Linked DNA regions of Drosophila melanogaster: all the other regions are linked to region 2. A link is a contact called in public Hi-C data. All regions are on one chromosome and are shown on one strand. The core of a region is the stretch at or near the end of the contact, and the rest is flanking DNA. Distances in the headings are between cores, read along the strand shown. Region 1 overlaps shep (alan shepard). Region 2 holds the start of CG11357. Region 3 holds the start of CG46456. Region 4 holds the start of AlaRS-m (Alanyl-tRNA synthetase, mitochondrial).

Evidence for each region. A called contact is a pair of places that touch in the nucleus more often than the background predicts.
Region 1: a Hi-C map of the Kc167 cell line shows a contact between it and region 2, with 4 times the contacts expected there. A contact is called at or near these places in 4 of 107 Hi-C or Micro-C datasets (the Kc167 cell line, the S2 cell line and embryo) and 1 of 7 datasets of targeted methods (the Kc167 cell line).
Region 3: a contact with region 2 is called in a Hi-C map of the S2 cell line, with 1.9 times the contacts expected there. A contact is called at or near these places in 2 of 107 Hi-C or Micro-C datasets (the Kc167 cell line and the S2 cell line) and 1 of 7 datasets of targeted methods (the Kc167 cell line).
Region 4: a Hi-C map of the Kc167 cell line shows a contact between it and region 2, with 2.7 times the contacts expected there. A contact is called at or near these places in 2 of 107 Hi-C or Micro-C datasets (the Kc167 cell line and the S2 cell line) and 1 of 7 datasets of targeted methods (the Kc167 cell line).

The regions. Positions count from the first base shown.
Region 1 is chr3L:5,185,081-5,191,555 of dm6, reverse strand. The region is part of intron 4 of shep (alan shepard); the gene reads left to right. Among named protein-coding and RNA genes, the nearest start is that of Srp54k, 36 kb to the right of the region's middle.
Region 2 is chr3L:4,540,744-4,547,693 of dm6, reverse strand. CG11357 reads right to left here and starts at 5,643. Exons shown (of 4, transcript NM_001259697.2): 1 at 5,590-5,643; 2 at 4,787-5,051. It overlaps CG32243, which reads left to right and starts at 6,450. Exons shown (of 6, transcript NM_168094.3): 1 at 6,450-6,629; 2 at 6,683-6,771; 3 at 6,847-6,950. The coding sequence starts at 6,526.
Region 3 is chr3L:5,353,451-5,360,365 of dm6, reverse strand. CG46456 reads left to right here and starts at 5,020. Exons shown (of 5, transcript NM_001382162.1): 1 at 5,020-5,751. It overlaps lama (lamina ancestor), which reads left to right and starts at 4,443. Exons shown (of 5, transcript NM_168116.2): 1 at 4,443-4,672. tRNA:Val-TAC-1-1 (transfer RNA:Valine-TAC 1-1) reads right to left here and starts at 4,023; the gene lies at 3,951-4,023. It overlaps Klp64D (Kinesin-like protein at 64D), which reads left to right and starts at 974. Exons shown (of 1, transcript NM_079210.3): 1 at 974-3,502. The coding sequence starts at 1,112. The coding sequence ends at 3,145. It also overlaps Cyt-c1 and tRNA:Val-TAC-1-2.
Region 4 is chr3L:5,144,473-5,150,904 of dm6, reverse strand. AlaRS-m (Alanyl-tRNA synthetase, mitochondrial) reads right to left here and starts at 4,807. Exons shown (of 10, transcript NM_079208.3): 1 at 4,543-4,807; 2 at 4,307-4,480; 3 at 4,102-4,247; 4 at 3,844-4,047; 5 at 3,499-3,783; 6 at 2,449-3,443; 7 at 2,234-2,390; 8 at 1,890-2,175; 9 at 1,607-1,827; 10 at 1,053-1,552. The coding sequence starts at 4,710. The coding sequence ends at 1,150. It overlaps Fitm (Fat storage inducing transmembrane protein), which reads left to right and starts at 4,842. Exons shown (of 2, transcript NM_168110.3): 1 at 4,842-5,710; 2 at 5,770-6,432. The coding sequence starts at 5,008. It overlaps Gen (XPG-like endonuclease), which reads left to right. Exons shown (of 5, transcript NM_139686.3): 5 at 1-1,056. The coding sequence ends at 1,039.

The DNA.
Region 1 (6,475 bases), core at 2,271-4,770, 650 kb before region 2:
CCTGGTAGTCCTGGTGTCCAGTGGAAGTCATGTAACGATTGCCGCCGCGTCCCCTGCGTTCCACACACACCCTCAAGCCTTGGGGCGCACTTAATGTTCATTAAATTTATGAAAATTTCAGCAATGATTTATGATTCTTTTGGGGGCAGTTGGCTCCCCACTTTTCCGCTTTTCCGCTTGTTCTCTCCCTTTCTGTCCGCTGGAGAATCGTTTTAATGAGCTTTGAAGTCGATGTGAGCTCGATTTAATGGCGTTTCTAGGGATTTTTTTTTTTTACATTTTCCTGGGTGTCGTTTGAGTAGATAAAAGCGTTTCTTGATTGAATTAGTTGGAGCGGATTTTAATATCGTGTGTGGAGTGATAGCAACATTTCCATTGAACATATTCATTAGAAATGGATTTTAGGGATTAACAGTATATAGAAGTAAAGTAATACCAAGTACTTTTAATGAAATCTCATCGATTCATGCATTATAAGTGCCATTTTGAGGATAAGCGCTATGTTCCAATATTCTGTAGCCCATTGTGTTGACTTCCGTCCACCAACTGCTCTCACTCCATTAGGATTCATGTGCAGTTGGCGACCCATTCCCCCAAAAGATAACTCCCTTAACGGTGGGTTGGGCACGCACCAAATTAACCTGACCATTGAATGCTTTGGTTGGAACACCCATTCCAGCCATTAAGATATCAATTTTATGCATGCCCACAGCTCGAGACTCGGACAAATCCTCGGCTCAGTTGACCAATTGCGCTCATACATTGATATTATATATTACCGATTACATACAATCTATTGTGGAGAGGGGGGGGGGGGGGGTTGTGCAGTAAGTGTGGGGTTTTCGGGGATCGACTGTCTAATTTAGTCCGAGACATGACTTCAAATGTCAACCAATTGTTGGCCCCCACCGACACTCCGCCCAGCAGTTAATGTCCATTATGGATGGCTGTCCATTAATGCTCATGTTTTCATGGTTATGTTTGTCATTAAAATGGACAACACGCATACAGAGACACAAAACGCACACACACACACACACACGCATCCAACAGGATGTCACAAGCACACGAGGAGCTGCGAGAAACAATGACCTCGTAAACGTGGTGAATTTAGTCAAAAGTCGGAGCAAAGTGCACTTAAAGGTCTAAAAATAATATTATTTTAGACAGCTGTTTTTATACGTGTTTCTCAAATTCATTGATTTCTAGAAAAGACTAAGCACTGCTTTCTTGTTCGTTATTCTAACCTTGCAGTGCAAATCCTCTGCCATCGCTGCATAACTAAACTAATTTCCATCTCCTGCATATCCTTGAAATTGCTGGCCACACCAAGCAGCTTAAATCCTCGGATTTCCTCACATTTCAGTGGCTTTTAGCCCCCTTTTTGTGGGGGGTTTACCCCACTGCAGCGGATGCACTTAATGCAATTCCGCTTATTTCTTAGCAATTCAGGTATTTTATTCACATTTTGCACTTGAACATCACTGACACACACACACACTTACCCACGCACCAGCCCCCTCTGACATTTGTGGGCGTGGTACCAAGGAGATTCTAAGAGGGATTATGAAATGGAATTTGTGGATGGATGGCTTGCTTTAAAACTGAGGAGTACGCCAATGTTCTCATTTCAGCTATGCCGAATTTTCTGCTTTGCATATTTTGCCGTGACTTGCCAAGAGTTTCTTTCCATTTTTTTGCGCTGGAAAATGTTCGCCTAGAGTCGGGATAATGAGATTATGATGGATACATTCCTGCTCGGCTCCGTCTTAAGGTGGCTTAGTGCTTTTGTGAGAGATGTGAGGGGTTGGTGTAGAAGGGCAGGGGCTTTTGTGAAAAGCCAGCTGGAAAAGCCCTTCGGATTGCCTGCTTAATGGCCAAGTATTACCGCAGGATTGTCCTGGCAAATTCAAAGTTCACAAAGTCAGCTGAACTGAAGTCAAGGCTAAAATCAACTTTATTTCATGATTCCGCCAACCCCTTTTTCGTATTTTATCTTCTCATTGTCAACGCCTACAATTTGCTCCGTAATTTCCCATTAATGGCGGTAAATCTGTTTACCCTCGGCATGTTTATCTAAAGTTCGCTCTTATCACATATTTCCTAAAAATAAACCGAACACAAACAGAAATCCATAATCGATAAGAGACGCCCACCAAAAACTTACCTGTTGCTCATACATATTTACTTAGTAACTTGAAATTAACCGATTTTCCTTGGCACAAAAGAAAATGTTTATTTTTTGACGATTGGTAATAACAATGACGTCTTTTAATCAAAAGTGACTAAGTTTTTGAGGCGTGAAAAATCTCTCCCTTTTTGAAATAGGACCCCCGGTTGAAAAACATTTTCCAAAACCCATACGAATTGATTCAAAAATAAATTGATCAAAAAATTGTTCGAAATTCAGAATTTGCTTATTTGGAAAACGAGCCAATTGTATTAACGACCTTTAATGTATAATAAATTATAAATTATGTGGAATTTCCGGCACATGTTTTACTTACAATATCAAAGAATATTTGATTCATATTTGTTCCATCTGCCCCACAGTGAATGTAGAGAATCCCCAATTGATGGGGAAAAAGAAGAGTGTGTGCTGATAAATATGGCTTCGCAAATACGAGCTTGGTCATTAACGTTAAAGCTTTTATCGTGCACTTCCACCAGCCTACACACAGTCTCTCTTTTCCCATCCTTGATGCCCCATTCCGAACTCCAATTTTTTTTCGCACATGTTTACTTATTTATTTCGATACACATTTCTATTTATTTCCTGCTGCGATTATTTTTGCGCTGCTGCTGCGACGTTGACAACAACAATTGCCAGCGATTGATAGGCGACATGCAATAAAAATGTTTGCCCAACACAGCGGAGGTCACGTTAATAGTGCTAGCCACTAAAACTAAATTAAAAAAGTAAAAATATTTTCTCAAGCTAGGATAAATACTAATCGCTTTGAGATCAGTTCCACTGAAAACATTATCTGCTGTCATAATGTTCCCCTATGCATATCAAAAGAACCCAATATATGCTAAGATATCGGTAATAGTTCATATACATATTTCACCATATGTTTATGTGATATACCCATATATCACTAATTCCATTATTCGTGGTGCGGGTATTTATCTTGAAACATACTCAAAGAGGCATTTGCATTGGCGATCCTTTTTAATCAACATATTGTTTTCACATGCCAAAAGGCGACTAATTTAGCTATATTATGGCCAGTAATTGTAACTTGTTTATAGTTGTTACATACATACATATGTATTTATATGAATGTACCATTATTTTTACCACCGCTATTTGCGTGTTTTAGTGCGTGTTGTGTTTTCTGTGGAACGAGGGGTGGTGATTTGAGTGGGTGTGGACTGTTTGGGGCTTAGTGTTTAGTCCGTTTTGGATGGTCAATCGTCAATCGGTCAGTCAGCGACAAAAGTGCCGCAAAGTGGTGGCTCGTTGATGCTGCTGACGTCTCTGCCGTGGCCAACGTCGATGCCAGCGCAGATGTCTACGTCGATGGCGAGAAGATAGTGAAAGAGGAAAGGGAGTCAGTAAGAGAGAGCCCAAAAGTAGTTGGACTGATAAGAAAAACGAACGTGCATGATGAATAAACCATAAATGCGAGGAGGAAACAATAAGAATGGTTGGGAAAAAGGCCAAATAATGAGCATTTAATTTCTTGACGACCTGCAAACGAATGTTAATGAAAATGGAATGAAACGAGCCAGAAGAAGTAAATGCACCCTATAGAAATACACTGAGAAGAATAGATTCATTGGCTAAAAGAGTATAAATAAATTAACAATTGCTTAGAAATCACACAACTAACGTTTTGTTCTGAAAATGTATACGCACATATAATAATTTTGCTTGAACCATTAATTTATTACAGTGTATAATCAAACATGATGCGATAAAATAAGAGAATAGCAATGTCAATGTAAATGGCAAGGGGAATCGGTGATGGGAAGCGGAGAATGGGAGGTAAAGGATGGCAGTAAAAGTTGGACCCATGGAAAACTAGAAACGCACGAGAGCAACAGTCCAATAACAACAAAAAAAGGCAGAAAAAATATAACTTGGAGTCCAACTCGCATAACAGTTGAACAAACAGTAAATGCTATTAGAACTAGAAGAAGAAGAAGAAGCAGCAGCACAGAAGATGCTGCCTGCGTCACTGGCTAGAGGGAGATAGATATAGAGGGAGGATGCTTCTGCCGGCGTCGCTGCTATTACTGTAATCGCGACGCCGTTGATAATGTATTTAATATTAACAATTGCGGTCATCACATTAGTACTCTAAACAAAGAGTATTACTGAAAATGTATTTGATATTAACAGCTGTAACTCGAATAATAATGGTTTTTCATAAGTTACATTCCTTGCATAATTCACGTTGATTGCCTCCTATGTTTGACACTCGTGTCATGTAATCTGATATTCTACTAATGTGCCCGCAGCTGTGCGTACCTATCCCATATGAGTGTATTTTTTTGCCGCATTCACACCCCGCTGCTTCTATGTACGTTGACGTTGACGTCGACTGCGAGACTTTGAGCAACCAGCATGAAAATGCAGGAGGGGCGGAAGAGTAGGAGGGGAGATGCCGCAAGCCGATAAAAAGGCAGGCAAAGTCGCAATTTTCCTCAACACACACACACACACGGATGAGTGTGTGGGTGCCTTTTCCATATGGGCGCATTTATACGCGTTCGTTTTCAATTGAAAATTCCCCACGGCTATCGCCCTCTCGCTCTATAATATTGTTTCTCTCTCTGTTTCGTTTGTTTTGCTATTATCACGGTTGTTCCCTCATCTTCCATGAATCCCTCAGCCTCTCATCCATTCTTCTTAACCCACATACACGATTTTCTTTTTTGCCAACGCATTTTGCTTTTTATCAGCTGATATTCGCACTCCCCCTTCTTAACGCGAATAAAATGTAAGCCATAAAATTGCTATTCTCCATTGAAATTGCTTTCTGTAACTCGTTTCTTTTGTCTCATTGTCGTCTTTTGCATATCTTTATCGAATACTTTTTGCCTGATTTGATGCTTTGTTAGACGTTCAGATCATAAATTTGAATGAAAAGAAGAAATATTACATTGATGATTCATGGATGGAGGTGAATTGGGTAATGCTTTATGAAATTTGGAAACTATTGTATTGAATTTAAAACCAAACTTAGAAATCTTTCATTAATTTTATTCATATGTAAATATGTAAGCATATGACATTTACAGCTTTCCTAGAACACAACAGATCCGGTCAAATGCAATTACCTCCATGGGAATTCCTCCCCTGTATTCTTTTCCAATTTATCAATTAAGTAATTGTCAATCAATCAGTAGAAGCATTCTCAAAAAGTCAAAGATTCATTTGCGGTGAGTTATGGGCAATTCCAGTATGAACGAACATCCCATCTATAAACAGGTTTTTGTCTAAAACTTCGTGAGTTCAAAACAATGTTAAATTTTTCATTATTATAAAAAGTGGGTTAGCCAAAAGTTTAAGGCGAACAAGGGGATTCCTTCAACTCGACACTCATTTTTACCATTTTTATTTGTCTTTTCGAACCACTCTAAAGTTGTAGCTCTATAATAAATTGTGGAAAATGAGTGATTCAAGGCAGACAGGTGGTCATGATAATAATTTTTTTTATGTTTTTCGTGGTGCGATGGTGCCAATTTAATAGTTTTTCACTCATCGCTCGTGTTTCCTCCACGGTCGATGATTTATTTTTACGAGCAAACAAACAAAATTCGGCCCAAAAGCCGCCAAAAAATGAGAGAGAGACAGAAATTGATGACCAGCTCATCAGCTGGTGACTTTTGAGTTGGGGGTGGTGAAAAATTCGGGTCCGGGCTAATAGAAGACAGTGGATGCCAGACAGCCGCAGTTCTGAATTTTTTTCTCACGGTGCCAAAAAGCAAAAGAAAACCACTTGTTAAAAACTACTTATATGCACAGTGAATGATCAGTAAAGTGGGCCATACATATGTACATATGTATGTATATATGGTTTTGTGTTGTTAAAGATGCATTTTATAAAGTTTGGATGTATTTTTTGTTACTTTCTTAATAAATGTTATGTAAAAAAAGGGATCAATGTAAATACCTTTATTAATTATAACCATTTCACTGTACCTAGGTTTTTTTGCAAACTTATTAAATGAGAAAAAATATGCTAAAATGGTGATCACCAAAATTGGCAAAACAAGTGAGAGAGCCAAACGCGCCCGTCGAATGATGAATGAAGTAATATATTTGCCACAAGCTTGATTTCTGCTCCACTGTGCGAATTTTTGTGTGTGTTTGTTCTGCTTCTTCTCGCGTTTTTTTGGGTGGTGGCGCTTTGCGACGCCGGCAGCGGCGTCGACGGAGGCAGAACTGACGTCAGTTCTTTCTCTCTCTCTCTCTCTCTCTAGCGTTTTGCACACACTCTCTTTTTGGTGAAAAATACAC
Region 2 (6,950 bases), core at 4,394-6,893:
TAGTTACCTTATATGCGAAGTTACATATACGCACCAATTGAAAGTGTGTGGAAAGTGGTTGGGTTTTGTAAGTCTGGTTCTGCTAAGCAGCTAAAGATCATTTTTTAAGCGGGAAAACCCACTTTATGTGTGGATAACTTAATAACCGGTTTTTGGCATTGGCAATTGCAACGCCAGTCACGTTAGCTTAAAATGATTGTAAAGTGTTTTTGTTAAACAAAGAAATATAATCTTCCGCCAGTTTCAAAATATGCAGTCTTAACTAGCCATATGGTTTTCAAATCTGCCGATTAAACGCCCCTAAATGCAGCCTGTCATTTTAATCTGCACTACATGAGAATTTCAATTCAATTCTTATATTCAGGTTGACCCGATGACTAATATCCACTATCCCAAGGCATTCGCACCATTCATTTGAATGTGAAAATAGTGTTATTAATTGCTTGGAATTTTCTCAAATTGATGCGGGGCTATTGTTCGTTCACGCACCAAACTGTGGCAACTTCTGGGAAACTGAGGCACAGATATGCGCCCAGCTGGATATCGTACATATATGTGTCACTGTAATCTGAGTTCATCTCAAGATCCCAGCGAGCGTTGCATTCGCCACTTGGCATCCTGCCGCCGCCATCGTCAAATGGGAGTCAAGAACTCAAGCATTAAACATTAAAACCCCGCCGCCGGCCAAACAAATGTCCCTCACATGTTGATGCCTCACAAATGTAGCCATCCATGTGCGCTTACAAGCATGTGGATTATGTACACATGCCATATGCAGACACACTTCGAGAAAACCATTCGGATGCAATCAATTTGATCGAGAATTCTGATGTCAAAGTCTAACGAGTTTAGTATTAATTTATTTTTAAATGGTCAAATTTATTTCTGTAAATATTATTATTTCAAGGGTATATTTAGCAATTGTATAATTACATACTATTTAAACCATTAATTGTCGCTTCAAATAGATTTTCTGAGTGCATGCATCAAGCTGAGAGCACCACGGAAAAATCGCCCTGTCCCAGATGTCGAAAAATGTGAGTCAGCAGCGGCTTGAAGGAGTTTCGCAGACTGGCGGAAAAACAGAATAGAAGAGGAAAGGCGGTAGGAGGCCTAGGAAAACCCCAGTCGAGTTTTCTGTTGCCAACATGCCGCAATTACAACATGCTGAGGGAGTTTTTCTCAGCCGACAACCGAGTTTTGCGGTGCAGTGCGGTCTGTTTGTGGGGTGAAACTGCATAGGACGGCTATGCAGTGCAAACTTTTCCCATTTTCATTTCCATTTCCATTTGTCGTACAGCACGCACATTCACGTGGGCTAACAAATTGCGGGGCAATGTTGAATAACGATGCCAGACAGATATTTAGGCGAATGCAACTTAGTGCGGGTGTGGATGCCACTTTGGATTGCAATTGTAATCGCAATCGCAACGTCAGGCATCGCAGCCAACGGATGCGGATGCAATCTGCCCGAACCTCCGAGGCATTATCCGCCGCCTTCTCGGGATTTACGAGCTCTATCTTGCCCAATTCCTGTGGTCTGCGGCTTGGGCGTTGGCCTCCACTCACAGAAATTGATCCAAGTAATCCAAACCTCGATTTCATATTAATCACTGCCTCATCAAACAAAGTTGACTTGAAGACTGAAAGAAGTCATCATAAATTATCATAAACATATTTACTAAAAATTTATAGTCGAATCATACATTTCAAAATTAAAAACAAACGATTTTATTTTCTTTATAGTAAGACGCAGTTTCCTTTGATTGTACTACACCCAAGGGCAAAGTTAGTTTCACCGAGATAAGCTTACAATGTCGAAAAAATAAACTTTAAGCATTCGAGATGCGAGGCCTCGGGCCCATTTCTCGCAGTGTATATGCTCAAGCCCATAATTAACTCATCCAGTGCAGCTTGCGGTTGTAGAAAGTACATAGTTGCATGTATTCGTTATTCAGGACACGGATGGCGAAGTTTCCTGTTTTGCACATAAAGTGCAGGGCATTACTCATAACCCCCGATGGAGGGGATCATATAAAGTGGGCGGGGGGTGGCTGTGTGGCGACGACAAATACATTCAGCTCGATTGAAGGACACGACGGGCTGAGTGACAAACCGGCGACCCCGCAAATTGGCAATTAAAATAGCTTGTGCTGCAGTGGAGGGGAATAAAAATGCAAAACTAGAGGAACCACGCCCAAGCCGAGGTCCTGCCTACTTTATGGACTTCCTCTGCAGGGTTGGTCGCTCCCGTTCTCTCGCACGCTAAATAACTTATGAATACATATTCCTCGGCTGCGTATGAAAATTTAATTAAGCGCCTTTTGTTTACCTTTTCACAGGGCAAAGTCCGGTTTCGGAGCCCCGAACAAAACGTGTTTTCTGCACGCACTCTCAGCGTTTCTTTGGTACACGGGACATTTGTACATTGGGACTCGATAGTGAACACACTGCACATATTTGTATTTCAATAGGCAAAATAAAGAACATTTAGCAAGGGAAAAGCAACTGGACGACGCCTTGATGGGCTCGCTGAAGCAGACAATCGAAATGTTTGTGTGGTGACTCAGTTTTCTTGGTGTTTGGGAAGTTCACATTTCTGGAAACTTGCTCGGTTCGGCTCGCGATTTGCACTCAATTAAATTTTTTGCTGATAAAAATTAAAACGAACTAGACAAACATGATCATGGCCATTTTTTGCTGTTCTTGCAACGCTCGGAATCGCTCGCATGTAAATTAAAGAAATCACACGATGATCCAGTAAGTAAGAAATCCAGTAATAAATTAAAGTTCTCCTGCAGTGCACAAATTTCGTGGATGTCTGGTTTCTATCCATTTACGCGCGCAATCAAGAAATTCCAAATACTTGCAATATTTATAGAATGTATCCACATCAGCAAATGCGTGTGTGAGAAGAGAGGCACGTGTATGTATTTGTTTAAAATAAAAGAACAATTTGCATTATACGAACATAAACTTTTAAAGTATTTTGGTATGCCTTATCTAAACAAATTCACAATGGAAATAAGTGTTATTCTCTCGATGTTCCGCTGGTTTCAAAAAAAAAAAACAATTATCTGATAAACATTATATTTATTTGAAGCATTGAATTTGAAAGTCTCACATGAGGGGATCACATGATGAAACGGAATGAATTATTATGTTCGAGTATTAGAGTATTATATTCTAGCTGATACTAGCACATTGATAAAGACCAAAATACAATTTTCTTAAAATTATTAAGATTGGTGTGCTTATACACAAAATTCTGTGAAACTTGCTACATGCAGATTACTTTTCGCATATCTTAGAAAAGCATGAATAAGTCGAGTGGAGAAACCCAAAAGGAAGTAGAAAACAGTTGAAAGATTAAGTTGTGAGACATAAGGATGTTATTTCATAAACGTACTGTTTAGGATCGCAAATCGCTCGAAATTCGGGTATTAATAATGAATAGCAGTTCGTACGTGTCGAAAATTTCGGCGCGGCAAGGGGGAGTAAAAGAGAAAGCAAAAAGCTGAAAACGTTGACGTGACGTTACGTCGGCGGAGAATCTCGGGGTCACTGTACGGACCAATAAAAGTAACACCGCCGACGTCTAACGCCTCGCACCGCCGGTTATCAGTGGGCCAGAAGGCGCAAACGGGTGAAAAGCGGTGACAGCAGCTGATAGGCAAACAAACAGTCAAGCAAAGCGTATACAACGTTATTTTGCGCCACTGAAAAAAGCGTTAAAGCCCATTCGACAGAGACGGCCGATCGAGGGGAGATGAATGTGGGAAAAAGAGAGAGCGAGAGCTTCTCGCGGAAGCTGGCGCAATTAAAAATCAGAGCTTCGCCAACGAGCATGTGATTGAAAATTTGAAGCGCCAATGCAAACAATGAACTTTAAACTGAACGGAATGATTGTAATTCCTTATAAGCCATAGTGCTCAATAAATTAAACATTAATTTAAAGTACACGTGTTAAATGTCTATTAGCGAAAATCACACAAAAATCGATTTAGATCCAAAATATCGCCCTTAGAGATATGGTGCTATCTTAGTGGGACTCGAACACGGTCTTCTTAGCGACTTCTTCTTCAGATAACAAATCTATTGAATATGTAATAAGTTGAATACATATGACTTGATTGATATCAGGAAAAATTGATATAGAAATGGGTTATTTTTTATTGATAAGCGGTGTATCGGAACTAGTGAGATTTCCACTGTACCTAAGTGATGAGGTAAACACTCTCGCAGTCTTGGGCAAACATTCAGACGGGAGCGAGGCGCACAGAAAGATAGGAAGAGGGAGACGGAGCGAGGCGGCACAGTGGGACAGGCCAAGGACAACGAGTTGAAAAAGGCGAAAAGGAGCAGACGAGCCAAAACGGAGGACAACAAACAGGCATGCGTGCCACTGTGCCTGAACTTGTTCAAGGTCAGTCCTCAGCGACAGCGACGTGCTAACAAAAAGCGAAGAAAATTCATGTTGGAAAAAAGCACAAAAGAAGAGCACACAACAACAACGCCTCTTAAAGGCGAAGAAAAGAGCGAAAGAAGAGATAGATGCGTATATAAAAAACAAAAAAAAAAAACGCTACCCACACATGAAAGAGAGTGAGCGAGAGAGCAAGTGTCCCTCCCCGCAGCAACAATGACAACAATAGGATACTGTTCAATGGATGCTGATAAGCAAAAGTAAAAGACAAAACCCCTCGAAATCTGGAGAGATAGTATCCAAGCACTCGCATAATTAATTTCATACATTTTATGCTTTTTTTTATGTATTAATAGTCACCTGCTGGTTGTTCGCCTGGCTGCTTCCTCATTAGCCAGTCAGTCGAATCCTTGCGGGAGAGCGAGGGAAATGGCAACAAATGTGCGTTTTTAATTAATTTCCATGTGAAGCACTCACGCACACTTACACACACCCATCGCTTTGGGTAACAGTTCAAAAACAGAGTTAGAGCGAAAGAGACACCAATTGGGAGTGCTAATTCAACACACACGCGCACGCAGCACTTAATTTGTATAGATTTTTGGCATCAATTTGTTGTTGGCAGCTGGAATAAATTTACTTAACTTAACACAATTTTCAAGCTTGCACACAACCACACCAACACGAACACCTATACAGACGCGGCGAAAAGAAATGCAAAAGGAGATGAAGAGGAAGAAGAAGAAGCAGGCTGAAGGATGCTGGGCCTGGATTTCTCTTTCCTTTTTTCGCTGCCCAAAAAGGCGTTGACAGCGCTTTTATTCACTTTTAATTCATTTAACGATGGTGTTGTCCGACTTTAATTGTTTATGCGCTTGGGTTTTTTAAGAAAAACTGAATAAAAAACGGAATAACCGCCGTCACTCGTCGAAAAATTCTCGGCGCGGCTATTGTTCACTTATTATCATGTCATATTTTCCAACTGATTTGAAAGACAGTATTTTAGAGAATAAGTATACCGAGCGAGTTATCAGCGACGTGTGCAATTTTTATGCACTTTTTTAATATTTTAAGTGGAAAATAAAACACAGAGCGTTTCAGAGGGCGCTAAATTGTTTTTTGCCCGTTCGGAACTGAGTAACTGAGAAGCGTAGCGTTATTACCAGTCTTTTTCTTCTTTTTTGTTGCTGCCCCGTTCGAATTTCTCTCGCACTGTTAGCCGCTCTCAGTTGCTGTTAAAGCGGCGAAATTCACTGTTATATTTAACAGAGGCGTTGTTGTTAGTTGTAAAGAAGGGCTGTTAAGGGGAGTTGGCTTCATAAAACTTTTTGAATATTCAGAGTTAAAGAAATCTAGTTTTTAACAATATTTGTATCAAAACACATTTAAAAATATTAACATGTTCAGTATTAATATATATTATTTAAGTATAAATTTCAAAAACCCCAGGCATAAGATTTTATATACACCACTGGAATGTTAACTGAAAGCGGGAGATAGGGATGGAACTCAAGCATCGACACGCGTTTAAAATTTGGGGTGACCATTTCTATCGCTTTCTCATCTAGCTTGCCTAGATTTTCAAGATCCATCTGCCAAAATTGCTATCGATTAAAGTGCATCGGCTCAGTCGCCATTCGTAAGTTGTAAATTACGAAGAAACGCAATGATAATTGATTCAACCGATAGGAAACCTATTTTAACTTAACATTAAGATTTTAACTTTTTAAATTGCACTAATATCGTTATCAGCCAACTAAATTTTGTAATTACTTAATTACTTAATAACAAAAATTAGAATAATATTTAATTCGTTGAGTAATAATGCCTTTTATGAAACCTAATTATTTACAAACAGTCGAATGTAAACAATATTGGGGTGATCATAAACATTAAGAGATATACATTTTGATAAGTGTTTTATTTAATGTTTATTTAAATTACAAATATCCCTAATATGACTGGTAAATACATCATATTACTTAGATAGTGACAGTTCGTCAGCACTGACTATCGATAGCCGCCTTTTGTTGCAACTTCCATCTTCTACGTGCAACAGAAGAAGTTCTAGAAATAAGCAGGAATAAAAGTTTGCAAAAATGAGTGCTCCAAAAGGGGACGGAAACTTAGTTCCCACAGTCAGAGAAGTGCAGCAAAAGTTTGCCGACATCCTGGGCCATGGCAACGATATAACCTGGGATCTGTAAGTAGGATTCATCCGAAAAAATTGCAAATTATAAAGCTCAAGGTTTGCAGAATATCGTCGGGTCAAGAAAACATATTGAAGGCAAAGCTGTCTCTGCTGAATTTCGATTCTAACATGTTTCATGCGATCTGGAGTTATAGTGAGTTATAGTTATAGTAAAATTAATAATATATTCCAAATAAGCGTCATTATGTTATCTACTTTCTCATATCAGGAAAATACTCCAAAGGGCAGTCACTCACGTCTTTATTTTTTGTGATGGTTGTCAATAATGTATATGATCCCAAGCTGGCCGAAGAAAGTAGATCCTGGCGCCTG
Region 3 (6,915 bases), core at 3,771-6,270, 810 kb before region 2:
TGGAATCTTCGCAATGTCGCTGCCATGGTGGCCGGAGTTTTAATTTCTGCGTCGTCTGGTCGTTTAAGGAAACTCTGCGGGCAGCCAATCGCCAATCGAATCAATCTTTCAGTACCACTGCCACAACGTCTTCCTCTTCTTCGCTGCTCTCTCGCGGAGGTGGTGGTGGGCAACTCGCTCGTTTGCCAGCGAATCGGAATCGGCGGGGGCGATATTTTGGTATTTTTAAACAGATATTTTAATTTTATTTTATTATTATTTTTTTATTTACTGTATGATATTTATTTATAATATGATATTAATGTATGTATAATTTAAATAATACATTTAAAATATCACTTTTTATTTTTTTCTTTTTTAATAAATATTTGTTACACAGTGTACCTTAATTGCTTTTAGTGTTTTTTTTTTCTTTCATGTTCTTTATTATATCTTCGAATTTACGGTTTTCCAACTTGTTGATTCAAAATACTTCATAATCTAATTGGAACTACTTGTTGACATTAAGTTGGATTTTTTGATTTTTTAGAAACCACTTGATGATTTCATAAGATAAGTTGACAGAACAGCTCTAAAAACAGCTGCCTTAGCCTTAGCCAAATTTTTGGTTGCTGTTATGTAATTTTTCATGTTTCACTGCGCTGTTATCACAAAAAAAGATTTTAATTTTTATTATTGAATTCTTTTCGAAATATCTATAAAATTCTTAAAAGCCTTGAAAAAGGATTTTCAAAAAGTAAAAATAAGTACAATTATCGCAGTTCACAAAATAACCTTCGATTGCTTATATCACAGGTCAATATTATAATTTTATTTTTATTTTTGCTAATTGTTTTTATATATATATTATTTAAAAAAAAATATATAAAATTATTTTGTCTCACTGATGAATAGATTTTTCCGCTGGTCTGGCATCCTTCTCGCCCGTTTTTCGCACACTTATCGATAACAGCTGACCACCCGTTAATGATTCGCCAACAAAAAAAACCTAGCAACGCATAAACAAATGCGAGAAAAAACCCCCTTTATTGATTTCCACTAAGTGCGGTCAGCGCAAATAGTGGTTAATAGCTTTCACTAGACGAGGAATAAAGCCAGGACGTAGATCGCCATGCCGCAGGAGGAGGCAAATGCGGGAACAACGGCCCAACTCGATGACGAAATCGAGAATGTGCGTGTGGTGGTGCGAACGCGACCCATGGACAAAAATGAGTTGTCCGCGGGAGCGCTAAGTGCGATTTCGGTGGATAAGATCAACCGGGCCATTACGGTGATGAAACCGAATGCCACCGCCAATGAACCGCCGAAAACGTACTACTTCGACAATGTATTCGATGGTGGCTCCAATCAAATGGATCTCTATGTGGACACCGCTCGTCCGATTGTGGACAAGGTGCTGGAGGGCTATAATGGCACCATCTTGGCCTACGGACAAACGGGCACCGGCAAGACGTATACCATGTCGGGGAATCCGGATTCGCCGCAAACAAAGGGCATCATTCCGAATGCATTTGCGCACATCTTTGGTCACATTGCTAAGGCCAAGGAGAATCAGAAGTTCCTGGTGCGCGTCAGCTACATGGAGATCTATAACGAAGAGGTGCGGGATCTACTGGGCAAGGATGTGGGCAAGAGCCTGGAGGTCAAGGAGCGACCGGACATCGGTGTCTTTGTTAAGGATCTCAGTGGCTATGTGGTGCACAACGCCGATGATCTGGAGAACATCATGCGTTTGGGTAACAAAAATCGTGCCGTGGGAGCCACCAAAATGAACCAGGAGAGCTCCCGCTCCCATGCCATTTTCTCCATTACTGTGGAGAGAAGTGAGCTGGGCGAAGGTGATGTCCAGCACGTAAGGATGGGTAAACTACAGCTGGTGGATCTCGCCGGCTCCGAAAGGCAGTCGAAGACCCAGGCCAGTGGACAGAGACTTAAAGAGGCCACCAAGATTAATCTTTCGCTATCGGTGCTGGGAAATGTGATCAGTGCTTTGGTGGATGGAAAAAGCACCCACATACCGTATCGGAACTCCAAGTTAACTCGACTTCTGCAGGACTCCCTCGGTGGTAACTCCAAGACCGTCATGTGTGCCACCATTAGTCCAGCGGATAGCAATTATATGGAAACTATATCCACACTTCGCTATGCTAGTCGTGCTAAGAATATCCAAAATCGCATGCACATCAATGAGGAACCCAAGGATGCTTTGCTTCGTCACTTTCAGGAGGAGATTGCCCGACTTCGCAAGCAATTGGAGGAGGGCGACAGCTTGGAGGAGGAGCCACCGAGCTCCGAAGAGGAGGAGGATACAGCAGATGACGAACTGGAGGCACCACTGGAGATCGAATTGGAATCATCAACGATCCAGGCTGTGGAGAAAAAACCCAAGAAGAAGCGCGAGAAAACCGATGCCGAAAAGGAGGAACTGGCCAAGCGCAAAAACGAGCATCAGAAGGAAATCGAGCATGCTAAGACGGAGCAGGAAACACTTCGCAATAAACTAGTCTCATTGGAAGGTAAAATTCTCGTTGGCGGCGAGAATCTGCTGGAGAAAGCCCAGACGCAAGAGCTGCTGCTAGAGCAATCCATTGCGGAGCTGGAACAACATGAAAAGTCCGAGGAGGCGCTGAAGCAAACTCTACAGCAAAAGGCCACCGAAAGGATTGACATTGAGGAGCGTTACTCCACGCTTCAAGATGCCAGCACTGGCATTACCAAGAAGATACACCGGGTGATGCAGATGCTGATGGGCGTGAAATCGGAGCTGGCGGATCAGCAGCAGGAGCACCAGCGCGAAAAGGAGGGCATATACGAGAATATCAGGAGCCTATCCAGGGAATTGGCCTTATGTGAGCTGGTATTAAATTCCTATGTGCCCAAGGAGTACCAATCGATGATTAATCAGTATACGCACTGGAACGAGGACATCGGCGAGTGGCAGCTGAAGTGTGTGGCCTACACGGGTAACAATATGAGGAAACACATCTCGGCGCACAAGACGAGTGGCAAGGAGCCAGATTTCCTCGATCTCTCACATGTCTATCTCAGCTACAACACCGATGGCGTGTCCAATCCAATGCGCTCCAAATCCGCCAGGCCGCGAACCTCGGGTGTGCCCAGACCGACGACTGCCAGGCGATATTGAAGCTAGTGTTGGAAGGACAATCGACTGCTAGTCCAGCTGCATGTCCTCGGCGGTCTGCGCGTCCAATTTTGGTTTCTGCTCCTGCTAATCTTGATTTTCTACAGCCTCAGATTCATTTGCTCAGCGAATTTCCTTTTTGTTAGACCTTAGTTTTTGTTGATTTATTGCTTAGGACATACTTTTTAGGTTGAACAACGGTGCAATATATTTACTACTGTGTTTGTAATTTTACTTTCTAACTTATATTTATTTTATAATACTTACAACTAAGTAGTAACAAGATTTTACCCGATTAGGCACAAATATATAACTATTGTGTGCTCTTGGCTTTTAAATAAAAATATGATACTCACACGTAATTATTTTATATTCTTACTTCAAGGAATTATGCGTAATTTCTTTTTATTTTTTAGCAGCTTGAAAGCATGCTTTAAATTTTCCGGGCTTGCTGAAGAAAACTGAAATTTGGCCGACCTACTCATAACAGGTTCCATAGTGTAGCGGTTATCACGTCTGCTTTACACGCAGAAGGTCTCCGGTTCGATCCCGGATGGAACCACGTTGACAAAAGTATATATTTTTTTAAATTCATTATATGTTTATTAATTTTTATTACGACAGAAAACATAAATTCAAGTTTTTTATTCCCACAAAATACTAAATAATACTTAAGTAAAAACAACTGATTTTTGTGTATACTATGAACACGAAAGAATTATATATAACATATTATATACTTTTGTTTGCTAAAACTCCACTTAGTAAGCGTTTAAAAAAATAAAAATAAAAAAAAGTTACTTCCTCCTGGTTCCATCCGGGATCGAACCGGAGACCTTCTGCGTGTAAAGCAGACGTGATAACCGCTACACTATGGAACCAGATGCCAATCGCTTGACACAACGCAAACAAAGCACAGCGCCAAAAAAGGTTCTAAGGCAAAATGAAAAAAGTCAATCGTAAGGAATTTAAAAATCTGGGTTGCTGATAATTTAAAATTAAAATAAACCCAAGAATGTGAAAGCTTTAAGTCGAACGATAAATAAGAATGTCATAATTTAATAGTCCTTTCTTCTTTTTTTGATGTTCGTTTCGCTTAAATGCCGTCCGTTCAGGTGTTATTTCGATACCGGATTACTCATCCCACCTGCAGGGGATGCGATTGTTTGGGCAGGTAAGCCTGCGATAAGGAAAGCAAACTGTACTTTTATCCATTATTTATTTACCTTTGTGCGAATTTCTACGCCTGTCGCAGCTTAGATTTTAGGCTACCCAAATGAATCTGGCTGAAAGCATTTCCGCTTTATCAGTTTGCTCTTATCGCCGCACGTTTTGTTTGCCCATTTAGCTGCAGCTAGTTGCGAATTGGGGGGCGGAGCTCCACTCAGCGGACAGCGGTATCGCAGTAAGACGTCACGAATAACTGTTCAATTTACATATATTCACATTAAACCAATCTGCCAAGTGAAAAAGAGAATTGCGTTGCCAGGTGAAAGAAAAAGATCGGAGTGAAAAATCACCGAGAGCAAGGTAAAGTTACTCACTCCACTGGCAGCCAATTGAGTGGAAACAAATAACCGAAACACCAAGCTACAAGGAAATAGTAATCATGATCAATCATGAAGCTATCGGTTTTATTAGGACTTTTTTAGAAACTTGAATATCAGATAGCAGGTTCATTTTAATTTAGTATATATTTCTGTATAAAATAAACAAGATTCACATAGCATTTCATATAGACTATATATTAAATTCAACACCATATTCAAAATAAATGACTGTTTTGTTGTCGAGTGTAGTTGAGTGGTTGCTCTCGCACTTTCGGCGGACAGACCGAACCGAGCGATCGTAAAACTCTTCGGCCCCAGGCCCACAATATCAGTCTGTCCGCTGCGCATAGTCGAAACGGAAGGAAAATCGCTTTAATTCTCTGTGATCTGTGTTTGCGTGTTGAACTCGAGTTTTCAGTTCGTTGTTATCTGTTCAATTTCATTTGGATGTGCAATTGCCGACGCTAAAAATATATACGTAACGCGTGCAAGAAATTGAGAGTATTGCCCGACGCTCAACTAAATTACAAAAAAGAAATTTTATTTCATATATAAACGCCACGTTCTCGCGTTCTAACAAACTCCCCAATAAAAAACACACTCAAGCAGCACATTACATATACTCGACCACGCTGTATAATTAGTTACTAGCCGTTGATATTTCCAATACGCCGCATAGCAACAATAACCATATCAAACATTTCGATAATCTGATGTGACACAAGTTTTTGCATCGAAATAGCCGTGTGTGTGTGTGTGTGTGTGTTTGGTTCCCATTCGCCGCCAATCAAACCAATCGCATTGAGAGTGTAATCCGGGAAAAGTTATACACACCTAAACCTGCGCCTTTTCAATGTAGCCCTTCATGGATAATTAACACGTGAGCGTTGTGTGACTATATAGCAAAATCGTGTTAAAATCGTGTTCGCAGTGGCTGAATTTAGCAGCGATCCAACGAATAGTGTCATCTCGAACCCAGACACCCCCCACACCCCCTGCGAATTTCTCTTATTTGTCGGCGCGGAATTTGCCTGAGTCACGAGCCATTTCAATTTTCCGGTAAGTTGTCTTCGCTCTCAATCTCGATCTCATTCCGAAACCGAATCGGTAGAAGAGTGCTGAACTCGAGTGTTAAGTGTTAACTGTTAGTGAAAACACTTCCATTGTATCATTTATTGACCTCGAAATGCCATCGCAAAAATCAGGAACGCGTCGCAATATCTGTTTACCGACAAAAATAGGGTCAACATATTCCGATTGTCTGGGGACGTTTTTTCCCATCATTGTCTGCGATAGATAGACATATGTATAAGGATTATCTGGGGATCGGGGTTCGAAAGACGACGAGTCGCAATAGGGGTGACTGTCCTTTGAGTGAAATGGGTTTTCCATTTAAAAGAAGTGGATCTTGTCATATTTTCAAATGTAAACCAATTTATTCTGAGTTCAAAGAACTCATAGTTTGATCTTTACGCTTCTGGATTTCTTTGACATTCTTTAAAATAGATCATAGATTTTAAAAATAGATAGAGTGAACCATCAAAGCGTGTATAAATATATTTCGATGTATATTTGTTAAAAATATATTTTCTTCTTTTCCAAACTAAAATGTGCTATTTGTGTGAGCTGCTTTCGGCACTCAACAGTTTTTCACTAAAAGTTTAATTTCTACATATGCGAATTTTTTTGTGATATTTTTATTTTCCGCATACTCTTATCAAAGTTCAGAGGGGAAATACCAATGGTGCCGCTTATTTTTAGCTCTTGTCGCCTCTTCGGAAGCACTGATTAAGTTCCGTGAATGACTCTGCCGCTATCGGTTATCGGCTAGACTTTACCCCGAAGTTGAGGCAGCCGTTAAATAACAACTTCCACATATATTTCAGATATCTGTATCTGAATCGTAACAGATCACATGAGTGTCGGGCAGGCGGTTGACATGGGTGAGGACCCAGTAAACAGAGCTCCACGCGAGATACTCACTGAACTTCAAGCGTAGGTTTGCCAAATAAACATGTCATATAACAATTAAGACATAGGGCATCCAAAAATACATCGTACTTGACGTATTTACGTAGATTATCCGACCGTTTTAGTGTCTTTTCCGCTGAAACATCACCATTATCTCCAGTAGATAACGCTTTTTTTTTTGCACGGCATATGAGGATTCCAAACATATCAAAATCGGTGGCGGTTTAGTTCAAGCTATACACCTGAGCAGTT
Region 4 (6,432 bases), core at 3,558-6,057, 600 kb before region 2:
TCCCATACTCACACGCTGGCAGGTGCAGCAATCGAAGCAGGAGAAGATACTTATCCAGCCACACGAGATTATCAAAAAGCGAACTGTGAAGGGTGTGCCCAGCTTAGAATTGCGCTGGCACGATCCCAGTGGCATCTTCAAGGGTCTTATTCCGGACAAGCAGATTGCGGAGTACGAAGCGGAGCATCCCAAGGGAATCGAGGAACTTTACTACACCATTGAGCCATTGGACATGCTGGAGACAGCGTATCCCGATTTAGTAGCGGCCTTTTTGAAGTCGAAGGAGAAGCCCGCCAAGAAAACCACGCGAAAGAAGAAAACCGCATCTGAAGAGGAGAATAAGGAAAACGAGCCGAATTCGAAACCAAAGCGAGTGGTCAGAAAGATAAAGGCTCAGCCTGAAGAGAACCAGCCATTACTGCACCAATTCCTAGGGCGCAAGAAGGAAGGTACTCCGGTCAAGGCTCCCGCTCCGCAACGTCAGCAATGCTCCACCCCCATCACCAAGTTCCTGCCCTCCGATCTGGAAAGCGATTGCGATGCCGAAGAGTTCGATATGTCGGACATAGTTAAAGGCATTATCTCGAATCCGAATGCCAAGCCAGCACTGACCAACCACGATGGTCACCAGCTTCATTACGAACCCATGGCGGAAGATTTGAGCTTACGTCTGGCGCAGATGAGTCTAGGAAATGTGAATGAATCGCCCAAAGTGGAAACGAAAAGAGATCTCTCTCAAGTGGATCAACTACCGCAGAGTAAGCGATTCTCCTTGGAGGACAGTTTTGATCTGCTGGTCAAGGGAGATCTGCAGAAGCTGGCCAGGACGCCAGTGGAGCGATTCAAGATGCAGCATCGCATCAGCGAAAAGATTCCAACGCCAGTGAAGCCCTTGGATAACATAAGTTACTTCTTCAATCAAAGTTCCGATAATGCGGATGTCTTTGAAGAGTTGATGAACTCCAGCTTGGTGCCCCAGGATCAAGAGGATAACGCAGAAGATGAGGAGGAGGATGACCTGGTAGTGATTAGTGATTAAAGATTCTGAAATTCCTTAAAACTTCGCCATTTACTCGCTCCTCACATGAGCAATTATTCAAAGGGCAAGCTTACAGCTAGCACATTTTGGAGGGTAATCACAACTTATACCTATAGATAAAGCTTAGCGTATGCATGTGCCTTGGACATTGCCTGCTCCAACTGTTCCTCGAACAGATTGCTCACCCGTCGACCCTTCATGTTGCACACGGCCTGCGGATTTTGGCCCTTGGGCGCGGCTATTTGTCCATTAAAGGTGTCGGCAAAGGATTGCAGCCAGGCGGAAGCGTTGAATTTCTCCGTGATACACTTTTCTGGTACACAACAGCGAGCCTTGACCACGCTATCACACACGCTGATTACGAGGATGGGCCGATCCGGGCACAGCTTGGTGGCTCGTTGCAAAGGAATCTCCTCCACGAGCGCGGAACTGGTGATGTAGTGCAGAATGAAGGGGTGTGTGTCCAACGGCTTCTCCTGCAGCAGCGTGCGCATCTCTACGTCCACAAATTCTCTGAAAATGTAGAGTTTAGAAATGGAGCACATTACTTTAATAAGTTAAACTTACTTTAAGGTTGTGCGCGATGAATCTTTTATTCTCTTCAGCATCTCGGTGATGCGTTCCAGCGTGTCCATCTTAAAAGCGTATGGCAGTTTAATGTCCGTGTGCAACATGTTGTGCCGAATCGTCTGCAGTTCCGCCTCCGTAGCGTTTGTGAGTTTGTCAGTTTGGAACTGCTTCTCGAGGAGATCAACGCGGTGTCGCAGCAGGGCAGCCGTTTTCAGCACCTATTTGGAACAGAGTAAGAAGATTAAATGACTAGTCTAAGGCGATATATAAGTCCACTCACATTTTCCGCCGCCTGGCCAGCAACGGCGGTAAATGCGAATCTCGCACGATTGGTTTGCTTGAGATTCACGATGCAGAAGCACGAAAGCTCACTGGTGTTGGTTGCATGCGTTCCGCAGCACAGTTCCTTGGAGCTCAGCTGCAGTTCAGGACTCTCCACGTTGACTAGACGCAATCCCTGCTCAGGATAAACCTCGCCGGGCACCATTGTGATGTCATTCTGCTCCAGAACTTCAGCTGCACTCAGCAATTGAACTTCAACCGGCGCAGCAGAGCAGATAACGCGACTATTGCAAAGGATTGTAAGTTAAATTCATAAAAATTTCTAATATCAGGACGACCCACTTGATCAGATCCTCGATGAGCTGTACATCGGTCTTTTGAATGCGCTTGCCCAGGAGTCCCAGCTCCAGCTTGCACTGATCGCTGCTCACAGAACTGGAGACCTGGTAGGTGACCTTCTTGAAAAGCGATCGGATGGCGGCGTTTAGTAGATGCGTGGCTAGAATTATAGGGATTGATTGTAATCGGTTCTAGTAACTCTAACATATTCATCTCACCTGTGTGATGGCACGTGTTGAGCTGTCTCTGCTGCGCATCCACCTGCAGCTCCACCTCATCCCCAATGGCCAGCTGAAAGGCGTCGGTGGGACTGGATAACTTGCAGATGTGAACTACGCAATCGTTGAGATGCTTTACACCGATTACGTCTAGTGAATGAGGATGGTCTGGCTGTTGGTGATTGCTCACAAGGATCTTTCCGCCATCCGATTGTTGACCTCCGGATTCATAGTAGAAATTGCTGCCAGCGGTCACAATGGAAATAAGGTCGGTGAAGGGTTGCTGTATGCGACTGCCTTGGGTTCGTGACACTTCCGCATCGTTGAGGAGCATTCCGAGGACTCGAGTCTTTAGTGGGGGTATTTGGTATGAATCACTCTCCTTGTCGAAGGAGTAGGTGTACTTGTGACTGTTGTCGGTGGGTGTCAGACGCTTCGTTAGCATCGCCTGAGCTTCAGCAATACGCTGCTCCGTGGCCAGATCGCAGAGTGATCCTCCAGCAGTCTCCCTTTGGTTGCCCTTGGCTTTGAGCTTCGCCAGACTGACCTCCGCCCTGTAGCGCTCCAAATCACAGTTCATGTTCTCCAATTCAGCCAGCTTGAGGAAACTCTCCTCGGTCAGGCCGTAGGTATCGGTCAGCTTGTAAAGGAAGTCCCCTGGTATTGTGTTATTGGAAAACTTGCAGCGCTGCATCTGCAACTCTCGATAGGCGGGCACGAATCCCGGGCACTCCATCAGATCGATGTCATCCAGATTGGGAAACTCCATAAGCACCTCTGCAAACGCTTTGGAAGAACTCTCTCTTAGATTCTTGTAGACCTCCTGCTCGTGGCAGATCAAGTCGATAACAGCCTGCTGCTTAGCCGCCATCTCTGGATAGGCTTCACCAAGTGTCTCCACCACAATAGGAACTAGCTGGGTCAGCAATTTGTCGTGGGCAAACACATGCTCCGAAATGTTGAGAGCTTTGCGCAGCACGCGACGCAATTTCTGACTGAAATAGATATTGGATTATATGCGAAATTTGCAGGGCATGAGTACAAGCTTACTTTTGATCTGGAAGCATGCCGTCGGCCAAACAGGCGGTCACCATGCGTGCATGATCGGCTAGTATCCTATAGCTGGTGTCGAGTACTGCTGCATTTCCACCATCCGGAAAGCTGCCACTGTAAACCGGAGTCTTGGCCGCCTGCTGGATGCCATCAAATATCGGCGTGAACAAGTCCGTATCATAGTTAGAAGACTTATTCTGAAGCACAGCCGTTAGCCGCTCAAAACCCATGCCGGTGTCCACATGATGAGCGGGCAATTGAGAGATGCTGCCATCGGCATGACTATCAATGCATAAAGAACCTTAGGCTAGGAACACAATCCACTTGAAGGCAAATCCTCACCGATTGTACTGTATAAAGACAAGATTCCAAAGCTCTGTGAGATCGGAACGACCTGCGTTCACCAACTTGGCTCGCTGCTCCACGCTGCCCAAATCCGGGCGATGATCTATGTGGATTTCGGTGCAGGGACCACACGGCCCTGTAGCGCCCATTTCCCAAAAATTGTCGGCGCAGCCAAAGGGCAGTATTCGCGAGGCGGGAAAGCTGCAAAGCACGAGTACTTAAGAAACCAACTTCTCGTTATGTAACAAGCTTTACCCCAGGCTCCTCCAGATCTCGAAACACTCCAGATCGGCTGGAATGCCCAGCACCTTGTCGCCAGCAAAGTATGTGACGTATAGACGACCTGGATCAATGTTGTAGGGACCACGGAGCAGCTCCAGGGCCATTGCACACGCCTCCCGCTGAAAACCCAAAGGTCTCGTGAGAAAGAAGTGATAGAGGGTAAGCTGAACGCACCCACCTTGAAGTAATCCCCAAAGGACCAGTTGCCCAGCATCTCAAAGAACGTGTGATGATAGCCATCCGTGCCCACCACGGAGAGATCATTGTGCTTTCCCCCAACGCGGACGCACTTCTGGGAGTTGACAACCCGCTTGTGTGGCGCCGCTGCTGTGCCCAGGAACACCGACTTGAACTACAGCGAAGGCCATCGTATAAACAAGCGAACAATAGCTTTTAATGGGCCTGTTACCTCACCTGATTCATGCCCGCGTTAACGAAAGCCACAGTGGGATCGCAAAAGGGCACCACCGGGCTGGAGCGAACGAACTTGTGGCCATGATTGACGGTGAAATGATCCAAAAAGGTTTTACGAATCTCGCGCGCTGTCAGCACGCGCTGCAGCTGCTTGGCCGAGTTGTACATGCCGCAGTTCAATTAAAACCGCACCGGCAATTAAAAATGCTCGAGATAAATCTCAGGCCCGAACAGCTGATCACATGGCTTGCCATTCGCCACGAAACCCGCTCTTTATAAAAATTCCAATCAGAGTTGCCAGTCACAGTGAAGCGTGCTCACCAGCTGCAGCTGTTCTATTTTTTACAGGCGCAACACGTACATTTGGGCCAAAATAAGAATTGAAAAATTACAACTGAGAACAACGCAGTGGGTGCTCTAAGCCCGGCGAAAAAGCAAACAAATTGACCAGTTGATCTGATTTGAATGCGCTGGCACTGTTTGGTCACAGGTAAGTGCGTCTGGCAACCGTTGAACTTTGACACGCACGATTCCTTCGCTTTCACTTTCGCTTTTCACTCGCAGCATTACCAAAAACGGCAGCAAACAACGCAGTTTTCAAGTGACACACTTTGGACCCGAGCAACAGCTCCAGCTATGGCCACCAAGCGACGTCCGCTGCGTCCAAATTTGGGCGGTACTGCGGGAAGTCCCTCCTCCTCCGGTTCCAACATGAATTTCAGGCCCGGAGGACCTGACATCACCAGGTCGGAAGCGCGCGGAACGAGGCCCACGGCCGCACCCACTAGCATCCGCGAGATCCTGGTCATGGGCGTCATCCATTTGTGCAAGAAGACCATATTCTTCAATACGGACCTCAAAGTAGCCTTGTATCTGGGCAGTCTGTTTGTGATCTCCGTAATCGGGGACTTTGTGCCCTTCCCCAAGACGTACTTCGCCCGATCGGACAACCTGTTCAACCAGTACTTCGTGAAGATCGGCTGGGGCTGGACGCTGCTCTTCGTGGTGCCCTTCCTGGTGCTCTCGGCCTATACGATTACGTGTGGCGACCACAAACGGATGCTGCGACACCATTTCCCGCGCATCGTCATAGCCACCTTCTTCTGGTTCTTCTGGACCAAGCTGTTTAACGTCGTGGAGAACTCCTACGGACGCTGCACCACAAAGGGTGGGTATACAAGCATCGTGTAATGAATTTAATAATAACTATCGCGTGTGCGCTTCCAGGTTATGCGACCAAATCGAGCTGTTTGAAGGCTGGTCATCTGTGGAAGGGCTTTGATATATCCGGACACGCCTTCATCCTGATCCACTCCAGCCTGGTGCTGATCGAGGAGGCGCGTCCCATCATCCGCTGGGAGACCATCAAGGAGCACATCCGCAACGAGCGACACAATCGCAGCACAGCCGAGAACTCGGGCACGAATCCGCTGAGAACGCTGAACGAGGAGCAAATGCGCAGCCTGCAGTTCTTGTACAAACGCCTGACGCCGATCATTCGCACCCTATTCATCGGCATGGCGGCCCTGCAGCTGCTGTGGGACATCATGTTGGTGGGCACCATGCTGTACTATCACCGCATGATCGAGAAGGTGATCAGCGGCATTATTGCCATACTCACCTGGTACTTCACCTATCGCTTCTGGTATCCCACGCCCGGTCTGCTGCCTGAGGCGCCTGGCAACGGAAGCTTCAGCTATCAGCGAGAGATACCCACCTTCCCCTTCAAGCGACCCTCGCATTTATCCACGGGTGCGGCCACCACGAGCTCGGGATCCAACAGTTCGAGGACCAACCTCAATGGCAAGGCGGCAACGACGGGAGTGCCAAGGGATCAGCAGATACCCACGTTTATGGGAATGCCGCTGTTCACCAGCCCCAAGGCGGCCA